Linked DNA regions of Mus musculus: all the other regions are linked to region 1. The links are chromatin contacts, called in public Micro-C and promoter capture Hi-C maps. All regions are on one chromosome and are shown on one strand. The core of a region is the stretch at or near the end of the contact, and the rest is flanking DNA. Distances in the headings are between cores, read along the strand shown. Region 1 holds the start of Axin2 (axin 2). Region 2 holds the start of Bptf (bromodomain PHD finger transcription factor). Region 3 holds the start of Map2k6 (mitogen-activated protein kinase kinase 6). Region 4 holds the start of Pitpnc1 (phosphatidylinositol transfer protein, cytoplasmic 1). Region 5 holds the start of Cacng4 (calcium channel, voltage-dependent, gamma subunit 4).

What was found. Promoter capture Hi-C pulls out the DNA fragments that hold promoters and counts their contacts. A called contact is a pair of places that touch in the nucleus more often than the background predicts.
Region 2: a promoter capture Hi-C map of embryonic stem cells shows a contact between it and region 1, with 6 times the contacts expected there. The contact joins the promoter of Bptf here to the promoter of Axin2 in region 1. A contact is called at or near these places in 1 of 39 promoter capture datasets (embryonic stem cells) and 1 of 115 datasets of contacts at active chromatin or transcription factors (astrocytes).
Region 3: a promoter capture Hi-C map of embryonic stem cells shows a contact between it and region 1, with 6 times the contacts expected there. The contact joins the promoter of Map2k6 here to the promoter of Axin2 in region 1. A contact is called at or near these places in 1 of 39 promoter capture datasets (embryonic stem cells) and 2 of 115 datasets of contacts at active chromatin or transcription factors (embryonic stem cells and pancreatic cancer cells).
Region 4: a promoter capture Hi-C map of embryonic stem cells shows a contact between it and region 1, with 7 times the contacts expected there. The contact joins the promoter of Pitpnc1 here to the promoter of Axin2 in region 1. A contact is called at or near these places in 2 of 39 promoter capture datasets (cranial neural crest and embryonic stem cells) and 1 of 115 datasets of contacts at active chromatin or transcription factors (astrocytes).
Region 5: a contact with region 1 is called in a Micro-C map of embryonic stem cells, with 2.9 times the contacts expected there. The contact joins the promoter of Cacng4 here to the promoter of Axin2 in region 1. A contact is called at or near these places in 2 of 39 promoter capture datasets (both in embryonic stem cells), 3 of 484 Hi-C or Micro-C datasets (all in embryonic stem cells) and 5 of 115 datasets of contacts at active chromatin or transcription factors (astrocytes, embryonic stem cells, forebrain and 1 more).

The regions. Positions count from the first base shown.
Region 1 is chr11:108,918,933-108,921,836 of GRCm38.p6, reverse strand. It overlaps Axin2 (axin 2), which reads right to left and starts at 1,488. Exons shown (of 11, transcript NM_015732.4): 1 at 1,276-1,488.
Region 2 is chr11:107,130,714-107,133,617 of GRCm38.p6, reverse strand. It overlaps Bptf (bromodomain PHD finger transcription factor), which reads left to right and starts at 1,471. Exons shown (of 28, transcript NM_176850.3): 1 at 1,471-2,344. The coding sequence starts at 1,696.
Region 3 is chr11:110,397,589-110,400,492 of GRCm38.p6, reverse strand. It overlaps Map2k6 (mitogen-activated protein kinase kinase 6), which reads right to left and starts at 1,391. Exons shown (of 12, transcript NM_011943.3): 1 at 1,068-1,391. The coding sequence starts at 1,083.
Region 4 is chr11:107,469,232-107,472,135 of GRCm38.p6, reverse strand. It overlaps Pitpnc1 (phosphatidylinositol transfer protein, cytoplasmic 1), which reads left to right and starts at 1,416. Exons shown (of 9, transcript NM_001359616.1): 1 at 1,416-2,245. The coding sequence starts at 2,198.
Region 5 is chr11:107,793,276-107,796,179 of GRCm38.p6, reverse strand. It overlaps Cacng4 (calcium channel, voltage-dependent, gamma subunit 4), which reads left to right and starts at 1,474. Exons shown (of 4, transcript NM_019431.4): 1 at 1,474-1,935. The coding sequence starts at 1,716. Gm11650 (predicted gene 11650) reads right to left here and starts at 2,308. Exons shown (of 2, transcript NR_165828.1): 1 at 2,215-2,308; 2 at 327-1,242.

The DNA of each region.
Region 1 (2,904 bases), core at 239-2,738:
TCAAGCCTCGCAGAGGTTCCCGCAGAAAAAGGCACGGAAAGCAACCGCCTAGTCCAGAAATGGCGACGCGCGGAGTCTCGGCCTCTCCGCAAAAGGGGCGGCAAGGAGGAACGGGGGGACGGGAGCGCCCTGGGCTCTGGCCGGTTCTACCCTCAGACTGAGCCTTCACCAGCGCTCCCGGCACCTAAGCGCGGACCCGCGGATGGGAGGGGGAGACTAGTGGGGAAAGAAGTGGGAGGGGGCGGTGGAAGGGCGGGGAGGGCAAGCGGGGGGCGCCGCCACCCTTTCATCCCACCTTCCAAAAGCACTCGCATGAACACGCACACCCCAACTCATCCACACCCACGGCGACTCGACCCCCGAGGGCGAGCTGCCCGTCTCCGCCTCCGTCCCCAACGCCACTTGGAGAAGTCTCCCTGACCGGCCCCCCGCCACCCCGGACCCCGCGCAGGGGAGGGGACTCCAGCTCACCGCGCGCAGGGCCGCCCGGCCAAACCCCCCGGAGCGCTGGGCGCCGAGCCCGCCGCTTCCCCTCCGCGCGGGCCCGGAGCGCGCCCCGAAATAGCCGGCCTGCCAACTTCAAAGCGCCGCCCCGCACATCAAAGCGCGCCGGCCGCCGGACCGCCGCGGCCTCGGCACTCACCATTGATCCGCTGGCGCACTCCTTGCGGAGACCTCGCAGGCGCCGCGGGCAGAGCCCCTGCCCGGGTCCCCCGCTGGACTCGCAGAGGCTGCCCCGGGGCCCCCCCGGGCCCGCCCGGGCGTGGGGAACATGAGGAGTCTCGCGGAGGCGGAGGAGGGGGTGCACGGAAAACAACGATCCCGAGGTCTGCGCCGGGTTTTTTTTGGGGGGGGGGATCGTGCGCCCCGCTGCCCCTTTTATGCAAAAGATCCGAGTGGGCCTCCGCCCCCACCGCGGCCGCCCCCGGCCCCCGCCCGGCCGGCTTTCAACCCAGGTCCTGTTTCCAGCAGTCACTAGGCGCACCAAATGTCCTCCGGGCGCTTCCAACAAAAACTGCGCTGTGGATTTAACTGTGCACTTCAAAGGCGCGAGCCGAGCGCACGGTCCTGGAAGGGAGGTATGCGAGCCGCACCCGGGCCAGCCCAGCGCGCTCCAGCGCCCCTTTTGGGGGGCCGTGCAATCCGCACCCCTCTACTACCCCGGCCTGCTCCCGGTCGCCCCCTCCCGCGGCCCCGCGCCCCGCTGCCAACCGCCCCCGGCCGCACGGAGCTTTCTTAGAAACGGCTGCGACGGGACCGAGCCTCCGACCCCACCTTTTACAGCAAAGCTCTCCTTTGGGGAGGCGGACGCCTCGGCCTCCGGGTGGCCCCGAAATCCATCGCGAACGGCTGCTTATTTTTATTTCCCGGTTCTTGGGCTGTTACTGAGTTGCCAGGACCTTATCAAAGCGCAGCCGGCTCCAGCCGACTCCCCCGGGCCGGGCTCGGGGAGCCAGTGATCCCGCCGCGCCAATCACAGAGGCGCTCGGCCGGCCCGCGCGCCGCCCGCCTTAAAGGGACAGCGCGCGCCCGCTCTGCCCCGCCCCGGCCCGGCCCCCGTGGCACACTCAGCTCCCGCGTTAACCCTTCCTTGGCCCTCGTCTGCCCCCCGCCGGCTGCTGGCGGCCCCGGGGTGTTCTCGGCCGGAGTTCTGATTGATTTCATGTTTCAAGTTCTCCAGCCTCTGCTCATGTCTCCTCCCCCTGCCTACCTAGCGCTCTCCAGCTCTAGAATGCCAGTTTCTCTCTGGCCATTGCAAGAACTGCAATAAAGCACCCGCCCCCCCCCCGCCCCCCTCCATCAAATCAAACACGTTCCTACCTTTTTTCAAATTTCCCTGGGAATTTGGAGAGCCTTCTGGTAGGAGCTAGATCCGCTGGCCAATTCTTAGGGCGTACTCTGACTCAGAAGGCATGATGTGTGTGTATGTGTGTGTGTGTGTGTGTGTGTGTGTGTGTGTGTGTGTGTGCACTTGTGCTCCAGTATCTATTTGCACTAATATAGAAATAGTTTGTGGACAGTTGTGTTTGGATGAAGATGGGCGGTTGTGAATTTGTCTCCACAGTGGAATCAAGGTGCGCACCTCAGTTCCCCAATATTGCAACCTTACACATCAGTCAGCACCTTCCTTGCACACTCATGGACCTCTTTCCCCAACAAATCCGTGCCCACCACACTCTCCCAAAGGGCTGCCACCATCCCATATGTTACTTATTAAACAGCCGTGGAATGCCTCCCACACATACGCGGTGTTAAAGTATTAAAAATTCACCCCACTGTCACCTTCGAATTCCTTTCCACATTCTCCCCAAAATATTTATAAGGCACGGGCCTTAAAAAAATATGCCATAAGTTCAGAACACTTATTCATTCATCTGTTGTTGTAGAGCATTTCCCCGTGGATGAGCTGATAAACTTGCGGGGGGGGGGGGGGGGGGGGAATGGAAGTGAGTAGGTAGCCTGATAGAGTTCTTACTTCACAAACGCTCAGTTCCGCCCCAACCCCTGCACCACATAAGCCAGAGTTGGTGACACATGGCTGCCACCCCAAGGTAGAGCCAATCAATAGAATGAGAATTCCAAGACCAACTTAGTAAAATGGAAGCCAGCCTGGGCTACCTAAGGCTCAATCTCTCAGAGACAAAGCAGTAACACAACAGCAGCAACAAAATATCAACAGCGGAGCCCAGGGCAAAGTAATCCAAAGAGAGGAAAGCCGAGAGAAGCAAGGGCCTGGCCTTCTGAAGGGAGGGCGAACATTCCGCTTTGGAGACTTTGAAACAGGTAAGAAACATGGCTGTCCAAAGAGGGAAAAGTGTCCCCCATGTTCTACTGGAGAAAGAACCCGGGCTGCAGCAAAGGGCCAGAGAGCTCACACACCTTAGGCCTCAAATTCCACAGCCT
Region 2 (2,904 bases), core at 222-2,721, 1.8 Mb after region 1:
CTGCATGGAGGGACCTGTCTGTAATCCCAGAGTTTGTGAGGCTGAAGCAGGAGGTTCACAAGTTTGACAGCAGCTTGGAGTTCATAGTGAGAGTCTGGCAAAACCCACCACTGCAGGGTGTGGTGCCATATACCTTTGCTCCCAGCAGAGGCTGGTGGATCTCTACTAGGAGCTGGAGGGCAGCCTGGTCTACATAGTGATTTCCAGGCTATCCAGGGCCTTACAGCGAGACCTTGCCCTAATAAAACAAAATAAAACACCCACTATCACCAAGGAATATCAGAAGATCTGCTTATTTGGGCCTGCATTGCTATAGCTGCAGCCTTTGTTTACCCAAGAACTCTTGTGGCTTACTTTCTTTCCTTTGGTGTCTTATGAGGTCCCTGTGGGTAAGTTTACCACTCTCAGAGATCAACCAAAGTGAATACATAATAACTTAGTTGGCAATTAGTAATTTTCACTTCATTTCTATTCACCGAACTATATTGTAATAAGTCAGTTAGTTAGTGGGCTGAATCCTATTAACGATTTTTCTTCAAATTACTTTTTCTGTTCTCACATCTATTAATAATCACTCATATAGGTTCCTTAAACCTTTCTTTTCTTTCCAGAGTCCACCCCGAGGACCCTGTGTTGAGCCACCTCAATTTAGCAACATTTGGTGCATGTGCCTGCGATTTCACTTTAGTGACTAGCACCCTAGGTCAAACCAAGACTGGTAATTTGTCAGGTAGACATTATTTCCAGGTAACACAAACACATAACTTTGTGAAGCCAATTCTAGACAGGACGCCATCCTTCCTATCCTTAAGTTCTGGCTGAGGTGTGGAAGTTCGTAGCTGGGAAGAGAGAAAGGTGCCTGGAGGCCGCTAGGAACCACGCTCTGGAATTTAACCCCGGGCTCTGAGGGTGGGAACTCAGGAAAGTCAGTGAAACCACGCTGGGGGTGTGGCTCCCAGCGTGCATTCCTGGAACAACTTCAGGACCCTCTAGATCCAAGCCTTTGGGAGCTCTCTATTGGGACTGACTTAGCTCCAGCTCCTGTACCTGCGTGGGTGGCTTTGCGTAGTGACTGCCCCCAGTCTGTAAGTCGTGCCTCTACGCGAGACGCCCCTCTCCCCTTTTTTTGCATTAGTTTCCCAAAAGGACCGGCGACTTGGGAGGAAAATTCCCTGTTTTCCGGCCCCGGTTTGGGAGACACGCATTGAGGTCTCCCTAAGACCTCAGCTGAGGGGGAGGTGGTCTCCCAGGAGGAGACCCCAGCCTGGGGGGACACCCCACGCTACCCATCTCGCTCCTGCGCCGCCGCCGTGCAGCCGCGCAGGGGCGCTCCGGGGCCTCCCCGCCCCCGCCGCGCCGCTCCCGCGCTCCCCCTAGCGGCCGCCGCGCCGCCTCGCTCTGTCCCAGGCTCGTCGGGCGGCGCAGCTCACGTGACCGCGCTCCGGGCCTGCGGCCGCTGTCGGTTCCCCCAGTCACCGAGCGAGAGGGAAGAAACAAGATGGCGGCTGCAGGCGATCCGGAGCGGGGCCCCGGCAATTCGGACTGAGCCTTCTCCCTCCACCCCGCCGCTGCCGGGCCGCGCCCCTCCCGCCCGGACCCCGGCGCCCTCCCCTCCCCCTCGGCCCCGGCGCCCCCCGCGCCCCTCCCCCACCCCTTCCGCTCCCCCCCCACCCCCCCGCAAGCCGCGGCTCCGACATGAGGGGCCGGCGGGGCAGGCCGCCCAAGCAGCCCGCGGCTCCTGCTGCGGAGCGCTGCGCCCCGGCCCCGCCGCCGCCGCCGCCGCCGCCACCACCGCCGCCGCCACCGCCGCCGCCGCCGCCGCCCGCCTCCGGACCCATAGGGGGGCTGCGCTCGCGGCACCGCGGCAGCAGTCGGGGCAGGTGGGCCGCCGCCCAGGCTGAGGTGGCGCCCAAGACCCGGTTGAGCTCGCCCAGGGGGGGCGGCCGCAGGAAACAGCCGCCACCGCCACCGCCGGCCTCCGGCAGCAGCGCCAGCGGCCCGGGCCGGGGGGGCCGAGGAGGCGGGGGCGGCAGGACGGGGGGCGGGGGCGGCCACCTGGCCCGGACCACCCCGGCCCGCCGCGCCGTCAACAAAGTGGTGTACGATGACCACGAGAGTGACGACGACGACGAGGAGGAGGACATGGTCTCGGAGGAGGACGAGGAGGAGGAGGAGGATGGCGACGCCGAGGAGACCCAGGATTCCGAGGACGAGGAGGAAGATGACATGGAAGAAGACGACGATGACTCCGATTATCCGGAGGAGATGGAAGACGACGACGACGACGCTAGTTACTGCACGGAAAGCAGCTTCAGGAGCCATAGTACATACAGCAGCACTCCAGGTAACCACCCAGGCCGCCGGGAGACTCCTTCCCCACCTCCTCCCTCCCCCTGGCTTGCTCCCTCTCCAGTGCAGTGCATCCTGCTTCCTAGCTCCCCCCCCCCTTCCCGGCCTGTCCCCCACGCGGAGGCCACGGCGCGTCTAGTGACAAAAAAAAAAAAAAAAAAAGAAAAAAAAGACAAAAACAAAACTAGATTTGCAAGAGGAAAGAGGCGCATTGTTCAAAATGGAGATTGCATTGTTGCAGTTTGCAGGCCACAGACTCGTTCGCTCTTCTCCCCCCTCCCTCTTTATCCCCTTCAAAATTTGTGCCAAGTGCGGTGGCTCCACCAGGCAGGATTGAAACTTTGGCACACAAGTATCCATTGAGTTCGTCTTTCTCCCCTTGTTTTGGTACGAGTATTTTATTTATTTATTTTGCGATGAAAGAAGCCTCCTGCTTTGCAAACCGTTGCATGTCTAATACGTTTTGTTTTAGATTTAAAAGAAAAATTATCTGTTCCTTAAAAGAGAATTTCGATGGTGGTACCACACCTAGACGTTCTCCCTTTCCTACACCCT
Region 3 (2,904 bases), core at 142-2,641, 1.5 Mb before region 1:
CTAAGCAGCTCTGCAGTTTCTCCATGCAGGACTTTTTTTTTTTTTTTTTTTTTTTTTTAGTTCCCTCTACAGAACATCAGTAAGTTTGCAAAATACAACCTTACAAAACATTTTTTTAATTAAATTTGAAAAAGAAAAAGAAGGCAACCATAGTCCTGAACTTCTGACCAAGTCTATGCAGTTACACACTTAGAAGATTTCACTGTAGTTGCCAATGAGACAGTAAAGTCTCAGGTTTGCTCTAATGCTCACAAACACGCTCACCCCCTGAAATCCTCCCCCACACACAAAAGCATCTTCCAAATGGCCAACACATTGAGGTCTTCCCCTCTGCAAGCAACTGATACAAAGTATAAAACCTCGGAAGAGCAAGACTTTTTTTTTTAAATAATAATAATAATACACTGCTCTCCAGACTTCACCTTTACTTCCCTTAAAAAATCAAAAGTTGCCTAATGTCCACAGCGAAATCAATAAAAATGTAAGCTGAATGCTGCCACCGCAGTGGTTCCTTCCCCCCAAAGAATAGAAGATCACAGAAATTTCCTGCTAGTTTAAAGCGAGGTTTGCCTTTCATCTTCACCTCTGAGACTTTTTGAAAGTTTGGATTCCTGTTGCACACAAAATTACTGTGAATATGCGTGCATACTAAAGAAATGTACTATTATATAAAGCATTGCACATTTGGACGCTACCAACCTGCTATATCTCTCCTGACCGTGCAAAAGGCAGAAAGGCTCGGTAATCCTAGCAGAAGAATGCAAATAATGTCAATGCACAGCTCAACTGCAAGCCCTGCCTTACAGGAACTCTCTGTGTCTGCAAAAAAAGAAAAAAGAAAAGAAAAGAAAGAAAAGAAAAGGAGAAGAAAAGGAAAAGAAAAGGAAAGAAAAGGAAAAGAAAGGAAGAAAGAAAGAAAAAGACACACACTAAACAGGAAATGCAACTGAGCTGTGGCAAACCTCAAACTTAAAAATGCAATCGCCGGGCGAAAATTGCATCCATGCATTCACGAATGCATGCATAAGCCTTTGCATTTTTTGCAACTAATGCAAACAGTCTCTTACCTTTCGACTGAGACATTTTCCCCTTTCCTTTGATGGGGGAGGGGAGCACAAAAGACTTTGCCTTGCTTCTCTTCTGTAGCTAGTTTTGCAACAAAGATGCAAGCTGCAGGCGTGCAATCTTCATGCAAGTGGAGTTTCTCTTGACCGATGCAGCAGATGGACTTTCAGGGAGTCAAGGTGGAATTGCACACCTTGCAAAACAGTCTAGAAAGTGATTTTTCCCCCAGTTGCAACGTTAGGGAAGGCTGTGCTGCAGCTACATGATGGGCCAGGGCTGGCAGCTAAAAGCTCCAAACTTGGAACTGAGTATCTTAGTGCGCAGACGTCCTTCCTGCGAAAGGCGCGAGGCCTGCTGGGTAGTGTAGTTCTCCTGTAGAGTCCACGCGTCTCTGATTTAAGGAAACGTGCTCCTGTAGGTGGCTGAGCTAGATGACTGACTAAGCGCGACAGAGATCTCAGATAAACATCGCACGTACACTCTTTAGTAAGGGAAGGGTGACAAACAGCGCGGTCCATGATAGGAGGCTTTTTCTGTTCTAGAAAAACCCCTGAATCAACAGCTTAGAGAGCACAGGGGTAGCGAAGACGCTTTTGGCACCCCTAGACTAAGGTCTAATTGGGGGTTCAATGTGGCTTTTTTTTTTTTAAACCGGCTCAGTATCTGTGAACTGCTCTGTCTGTAGACCGTTCACCCTGACATCTCATTTCACAACAAACATTTTTCTTGAATGGAGATTTTTGGGGTGATTTGACTCTTCAGACAAGATACAAAGTTTTTTTTTTTTTTTTTTTTTTTTTAATAAGAAGCGATCCAGGTCAGTTCTTTTCAAGAAAGCAGAATTTCAATGCTGGATAGGGATTAAGGAAGAGAGATTTACGAAGTTTCTCATTTCTTACACAGTTAGACAGGAAAATTTGTTTCATATATATCAAAGGCCAATTTTAATCAAAATTAAGGTATTTGATTTTTTTTTTTTCTTGCCTGAGGCAGGCGGGGATGAAGGAAAAAGTCCCTGGCCTTGAGAAGAAAGGGCGGCTGGTGGAGAACAGTAACCTTACGTGAATAAAGTCTACTATCTTGAATGTTTTTCAATACCATCAAGAGATGTTTGTTGGAAGTCCAGAGTTTGCTAGGCATCTTCCCAGGCTTTGGATTTTTCCTTTTTCCTGCAGTGCTTGAGCCTAGAGCTGGACTGTGTCTTGGTGGGGGAAAGCCTCCCGCTTCACTGGGCAGTTGGAGATGCAAACCTTCCCTGAAAGGGGTACAAATCGCAACACCCCCACCCTCACCTCCACCCCTTTCCCACCCACTTCATTTCGAGGCAGAGAGCTCGGGCTTGGCTTCCATTGCGCCTAGTAGAACACCTTCAGGAATGTTCTTTCAGAGCGAATAGGGAGGGAACGGTGGTTTCAGGCATCTGATCTATAGGCAAATCAGTGGGGGAGTAAGGGCCACCTGTCCATTCCTGGGACACTGAGAGTACCAGGTTGCCTTGTATACAAGCGTGGTGGTGGTCAGAATATACTGGGTGTGCGGGATTATTACAGGGCTTTAACAGCTTGGCCTTAACTCAGAAGCTCGAGGGTGGAGATAAATGGTTTTGAAACCGGGGAACTTAATCAAAGCATTGCTTTAAGAATGTAAATTTTCCCTTAGTGATCTAGGTGGGTTGGAACTGGGAGAGGCTAGAGATAGGTCAGGTCAATTGTGGAAAGCCACAAGAGCCACTTTGAGAGAAGATTCATGTGTGAGGGCTGCTAATGAAAATGTCTGGAATTGTATTAAGAATTCTAGGAAGCCAGGACCATCTGAGTAATGCCGGAATCAGAGAGAAAG
Region 4 (2,904 bases), core at 167-2,666, 1.4 Mb after region 1:
AATTTCTCAGGGTGTTTGGTTTACCTTTAATTAGCTGCTGTAAATATTTCAGAGCCAACTTTGGGAAGCATTTATCTAGAAAATAGTTTTCTTTCTTTGTCTCTCTTTCTTTCTTTCTTTCTTTCTTTCTTTCTTTCTTTCTTTCTTTCTTTACCAGAATATAAGCTATGTTTAGGGTGTCATTTTCCTAGCAGGCTGGATCATGTTCCCTGAGCTCTAAACTTGGGTCATCTGGACAACATTAGCCAGAGCCCACCCTCATTATGTTGATTAGTGACTTATTGAGCATCATTTTAACATACTATACCATTGAGGCCTGCAGAGTCTGCATTGCCCAATGCAAGCTCTATGGGTGAATGTGGGTCTCCAGAACTCACAAATGCACACACACACACACACACACACACACGTTTGTGTGAACATATGCATCTATGTTTGAGAGCCAGTGATGTTTACACATTATCCTCCTATAGGCAGTGGATGCACTTTTTTCCTCCATTTTTAGGAAAACAAGCTAAAAAAAAAAAAAAAAAAAAAAAAAAACAAACCAAAACCGAATGCCAGACAAATGAAAACCAGACTTCAGCAGTTACATGCTGCTTCCTGAGTAACTAAAGAATGTGCTTCTTGTGGTTAAAATGAGAGATCTGTTTAATATGGATGAAATACCAACACCCCGGGCATTTTTATTGACATTTCACTGTGACTTTTTGAACTTAGGAGTGCTGACACGAAAACCTATTCTTTCTGCTCTGGGAAGCCTGCAGTTGGGATTGCAGAGAGCCAGGGAGAAAGAGGTAGCAGGCAATGCTTCTCTCTCTCTCTCTCTCTCTCTCTCTCTCTCTCTGTGTGTGTGTGTGTGTGTGTGTGTGGTTGCGAGCGCGCACGCATTTTTACTCTGTTTTCACCAACACTGCTGCAGAACTCCGCCTTGAGAGCATGTTAGAAAAACCCATTCTAAAACCATCATTTCTCTTGCTCCGGCCTTGCTTACTCCATCAGAGAGAAAAAAATGTTCGCTGTGAGCATTTGTAAACACGCCCCCAGCCCCAAAGTCAAGGGGCACTAGTGCACTTTGGAAACGGTTTCCAAAGCGACTAAGTAGAGAGCCCTATGGCACCCAGGTTACATTTGAAAACAGATCCAACGTTGTAAGAGTCCAGGATAGCTTCTTTGCGATTCTCTGTTCTCTTTGCGTTAGCTGTTCTAGGTTCTGGGACAGCCCTGGCGTCTGGCAGCAGACGGGAGAGACATGCTGTTTTGTTTAAATCCTCCACATTCTTTGCCATTTCCCCATTGGCCGGATGGGGCTACCCTCCCCGCCGCGGCCGCTGCTGATGTCAGCCTCGTCGCTCTCGCTCCTCCCGCACCCACCTCCCTGCCCCAGGCACACTGCAGCTCGGCGCGGACTCTCCAGTCGCGGCGAGGTGGCTGCAAACTCACGGGCACGCACGGCGCTCTCAGAGCCGAGGGACTCGGGGGAGGGGACGCGCGCAAGCCGCTGGCAGCCAACCGCCTAGGTTGAAGACACCCGGGGCCCAGAGCAGGGCAGAGCCTTGGCGGCTGCGGCTTCCCTTTTCTCTCTCAGCTGAGCTCCGGAGAGACTCGGGGACTGGCCCTAAAAAAGAGCAGGAAATCTTGTTTACCGCCCGGGGAGAGGAGCCCATCGAGCCTTTGTTTGGAAAGTCAGCATCGCCTGCTCCCGCGGCAATGTGTTCCTGGTGACATTAACCCACGGTAGACGGGTAGGAGAAAAAGGGGGCTCGCCAGGTTCAGCTCTGCTTTCGGAGGAGGATCCAGAGGAGACTTTTGTGCGTTTGTTTGAATTTGTGGAAATCCCTTTTCCTCCTCCTTTTGCCTCTCTTGCCCGCCGCCGGGCATGTCCTGATCTGGTGGCCGCGCCTACCAGCCCGGGGCTGCTGATCCGAGCTGTCTCCCGCGGGTCTCCCTCCCTCAGTGCCTGACTTTGCAATACCGAGAGGGCTGATCTCTGCGAGGAAGGAGGCGGGGGAGTCACAGACACCGGGACCCGAAGCTTGACATGCTCCGGGGCGGACCGGAGGCAGTTAGGAGCTGAGCGCACCACCGGGGCTGCTTCGCTTGCCGGTTCCCAGCGTCTTTGCCCTCCTCTGGGCTCCAGCCTTGCTCATCTGTTGGGACGCCCCCTTCTTTCCCGAGGTCTGCGGCCGGCAGGAACATGCTGCTCAAGGAGTACCGAATCTGCATGCCGCTCACCGTGGACGAGGTAGGCACCGCGCCCGGCCTCGCCCGCTCCGGGTCCCCAGCCGCCACCACTCGGCCGGCGGGTCCACTGCGTGCGGCGGGGAAACCCTGGCGCCCAAACCTGGAGGCTGGAGGGGGAGGAGGCAGGGGATTCGCTGTTCCCACTCGTCACCCCAGCAGAGGAAAGGCGGCGTGGGGGTGGGGCGGGGGAGTCCAGGTGAGCTCTTCGGGGACATCTAGAATCAGATTCCTGGGGACCACAATGCGTCACAGGGAGCTGTTGCGCCCCCTCCCTCCAATTAAGCAAATGCACAGAGTATAAGAGCCCAAGCATGCTCTGCAGCCGGAGTATCGGGGTAACCGGCCGTGGTGGTAGCCACTGTCCCCATGTCCTCTTTACAAGGTGGGCTTGCAGGGACAAATTCCGCGCGGGTGGGATCTGCAGACCAGAGTCCCGCCTTGGGGGCATGTGGGAGGCCTGGAGAGGGTCCGTTTAGAACCCGACTTCTTGTCGCCTCCGGTCTAGGCGCTGGCTCCTGCCCAGCCGAGCATCCAGGCTCCCTCCGCGATCTGGATTGTCCTTTGCTGACCGCCTGGCTCGGAAACTTTCTGCGTGTCTCGTTCCTTCCGCGGCGGGGAGCGTGGTCTTAGGAAGAGCCCCAGTGGTGGGGCCTGCGGCGC
Region 5 (2,904 bases), core at 225-2,724, 1.1 Mb after region 1:
CCTGCTGGGTAGACAATACAGCCCTAGATGACAGTGATTTTTTTTAAGGGAAGAAAAGCAATAACTCTCGTCCTTTGAAACTTTGGAAAGCAGAACAGACACCCCCCAAAGGCAGAGGAAAAGGCCAGCAACGCTGATTGGGCTAGTCAGCCTGGCCCTCACATTTTATTATTCTGGTTTTTTTTTTCTATTTGTTTATATTCCCTTCTCCCAGCAAAAGATAATTTTTCCCAGGGCAAACATTTGCACATTGCTACCACACACGGCTATATACGAGGGGGGAGCTCACACTCTCCAGAGAGGAAGAACAGTGAGTGCTCTGAGGCTGGGGTCATTCATTTATTTTCTCTGAGGAAAGCTGGGAAAGTGGCCCGGGAGGTAAAATTGCAAGGGCAGCAGCTTTCCATGTGTCTCTTTCAATCCCAGGGGGTCAGAACAGCAGCCCACAGAACAACCCTCGAGGATGCAACAGGGACAAGGGTGTAAGAAATGGCCTGAGTTCCCCCCCCCCCCGTGGGTTTCAGGCCTCCTGCAGGGGAGGAGGGGAACTGGGTGGCAAGGAAGGAGCCTGGCTCCAAGGAGCTCGGAGTGTATCCAGCTTGGGACCCTGCCAGCACCAAAAGCAATTAAGGGAAGAGGCCAGAGGCCCCGAGGCAGAGTCTGACAAGGTTAAGGGGAGGTGAGGAAGAGCCGGTTAGGCTGAGGAAGAGCCAACCGGAGAAAAAGTAAAGGTTCAGAGAAGGACAGGGAGAAGAAACAGCTGGAGGCTACAATGTAGTTGCTGGTGTTCCTGCCTCTATCAGCAATGGACTATCAGAAGTGTGACTGTAGTGTGTCACATCCTCAGTCCCCCTTCGAAGAAGTCCAGAGCTCCCCAGTGCCTGCTAGAACCCCTTGGCTTGCTTCGGTTGAAATGGAGGTGATCTTCATCTGGCTTGGCCCATAAAGAATGTCTCCCGTCTGTGACCCACATCTGGGCCCTTTGGAAACGCGAGGAGTCTCACAGTACATCCCTGCCTAGACCTTCATAACCAGGTACAGCCATAAGGCCGTGGGGAAAGAAGGAAAGGGGACGCAATCTCCATCCCACAGAATGGGATACAGAATCCTGGGGACTAAGGAGATCCTGGCTGTCCCGGGTTGGAAAGAGAGGTGACTGGAGACGCAGCTTCCCCGGGGTCCTTCCAGGGAACCAATCTTTCTTTCCCTCGGCTTCCTTCGCTCTGATAATGTGAATGAAGCCTGGGAGAGAAAAGAGAGCGCGCGTGAGCGCAGGGAGGGGAGAGAGGGGAGGGAAAATCCCGGCCGTGGGAGAGCGAGCGCGGGGCCAGAGGCGGAGGGGCGGCGCCGAGAGAGCGCGCCGGGCGGCGGGCGGTGGGTGGAGGCGCGGAGGGCGCGGGCCAAGAGCGGAGGGGAGGGCGGGCCGAGAGGGAGGAGCCCCCGGCCGCCACCGCCGCCGCTGCCGCCGCCGCCAGCCCGCCCGGCGGCCCGCGTAGCCCGCGCAGCCCTCACTCGCCGCCGCGCCTCGGAGTTTGAGCCCCGCGCAGCCGGAGCGCAGGCACGCCCGGGGCGCGGGGTCGGAGCGCGCAGCGCGGCGCCGCCCCCCGGCCCTCGGCCCCCCAGCCCCTGGAGCCCCCGGAGCCGCGCGCCGAGGGAGGAGGGCGGGCGGGCGCGGCGGGCCGGGCCGGCGGGCGGCGGACTATGAGGCGCCCACCATGGTGCGATGCGACCGCGGGCTGCAGATGCTGCTGACCACGGCCGGAGCCTTCGCCGCCTTCTCGCTCATGGCCATCGCCATCGGCACCGACTACTGGCTGTACTCCAGCGCGCACATCTGCAACGGCACCAACCTGACCATGGACGACGGGCCCCCGCCCCGCCGCGCTCGCGGCGACCTCACCCATTCGGGACTGTGGCGGGTGTGTTGCATCGAAGGTAGGACCCCTACCCCCAACGCACACACATAACACGCACACATGCACACGCACACATTGCCCCGGGGAGTGGGCCGGGGGAGGGGTGGGCGCGGCGCTGGCTCCACGCGAGACACAAAGAACCTAAAGCTGGGAGGGTGGGTTCCCGAGTGGACACGGGCGCAGCAGCCTCGGGTCCCTCTAGGCTGGGGACCTCCCCAACACACCGATCCCACAAACTCTCGGCTCGCACGCGCACACCCCCTCGCGCACAGACACAATGAAACACACAGAAACTCACGCACGCGCGCGCAACCCGAGAGCGGAGCGATCCCCAGGGGCCTCGCCGGCGCCCCTGGGGGAGGTGGAGGCTGGCGTGGGGGCGGGAGGAGTCTAGGGTTGGGGGGAAAGCGGACGCGGGAGGAGGGGGAGGGGTTGCTTGGCAACCGGTGTCTGTGCGATTGCTATGGGAACTGGCCATCCTGGGGCGGGGCCGGCCGGGGGCGGGGAGCCCCGGGGCAGCTAGGCGCTCACTCCAAGCCCCCAACTGAGAGGGTAAGGGCGGGGTACAGGTTGGGCCCCAAGCGGTTCTGGGGGAGCCAGGTAGCTCCAGCCGGCCGGCCTTCTCTTGATCCCTGACACCACAGACTCACTCCTCTCTGCGCGATGGGTACAAGAGGGGAACCGCGCCGCGTCTCCCGTAACTGAGGCAGCAAGCCCTGGGTCACTGCCCCTCAGCACGAAGTCGGCAAGAGACCTCCGTAGGAACCAAACTGGGGAGAGGAGAGTCAACAGCGGACCAAGAGTGGGCTGGGAGGGGCGTGGTCGCTGTTAGGGCAGGGCGGGGCTCTGTGACCCCCCTAGTATACAGAGACTTGAGAGGTGTGCTTCGGTTGAAATGCATCTAGAGATAGGGATTGAGTCCCTTGGACTGTGGGGACAGCTTCTAGGAGCGCGAGGCAGAAACCTCCGACGCCGGAAATGCATTAGG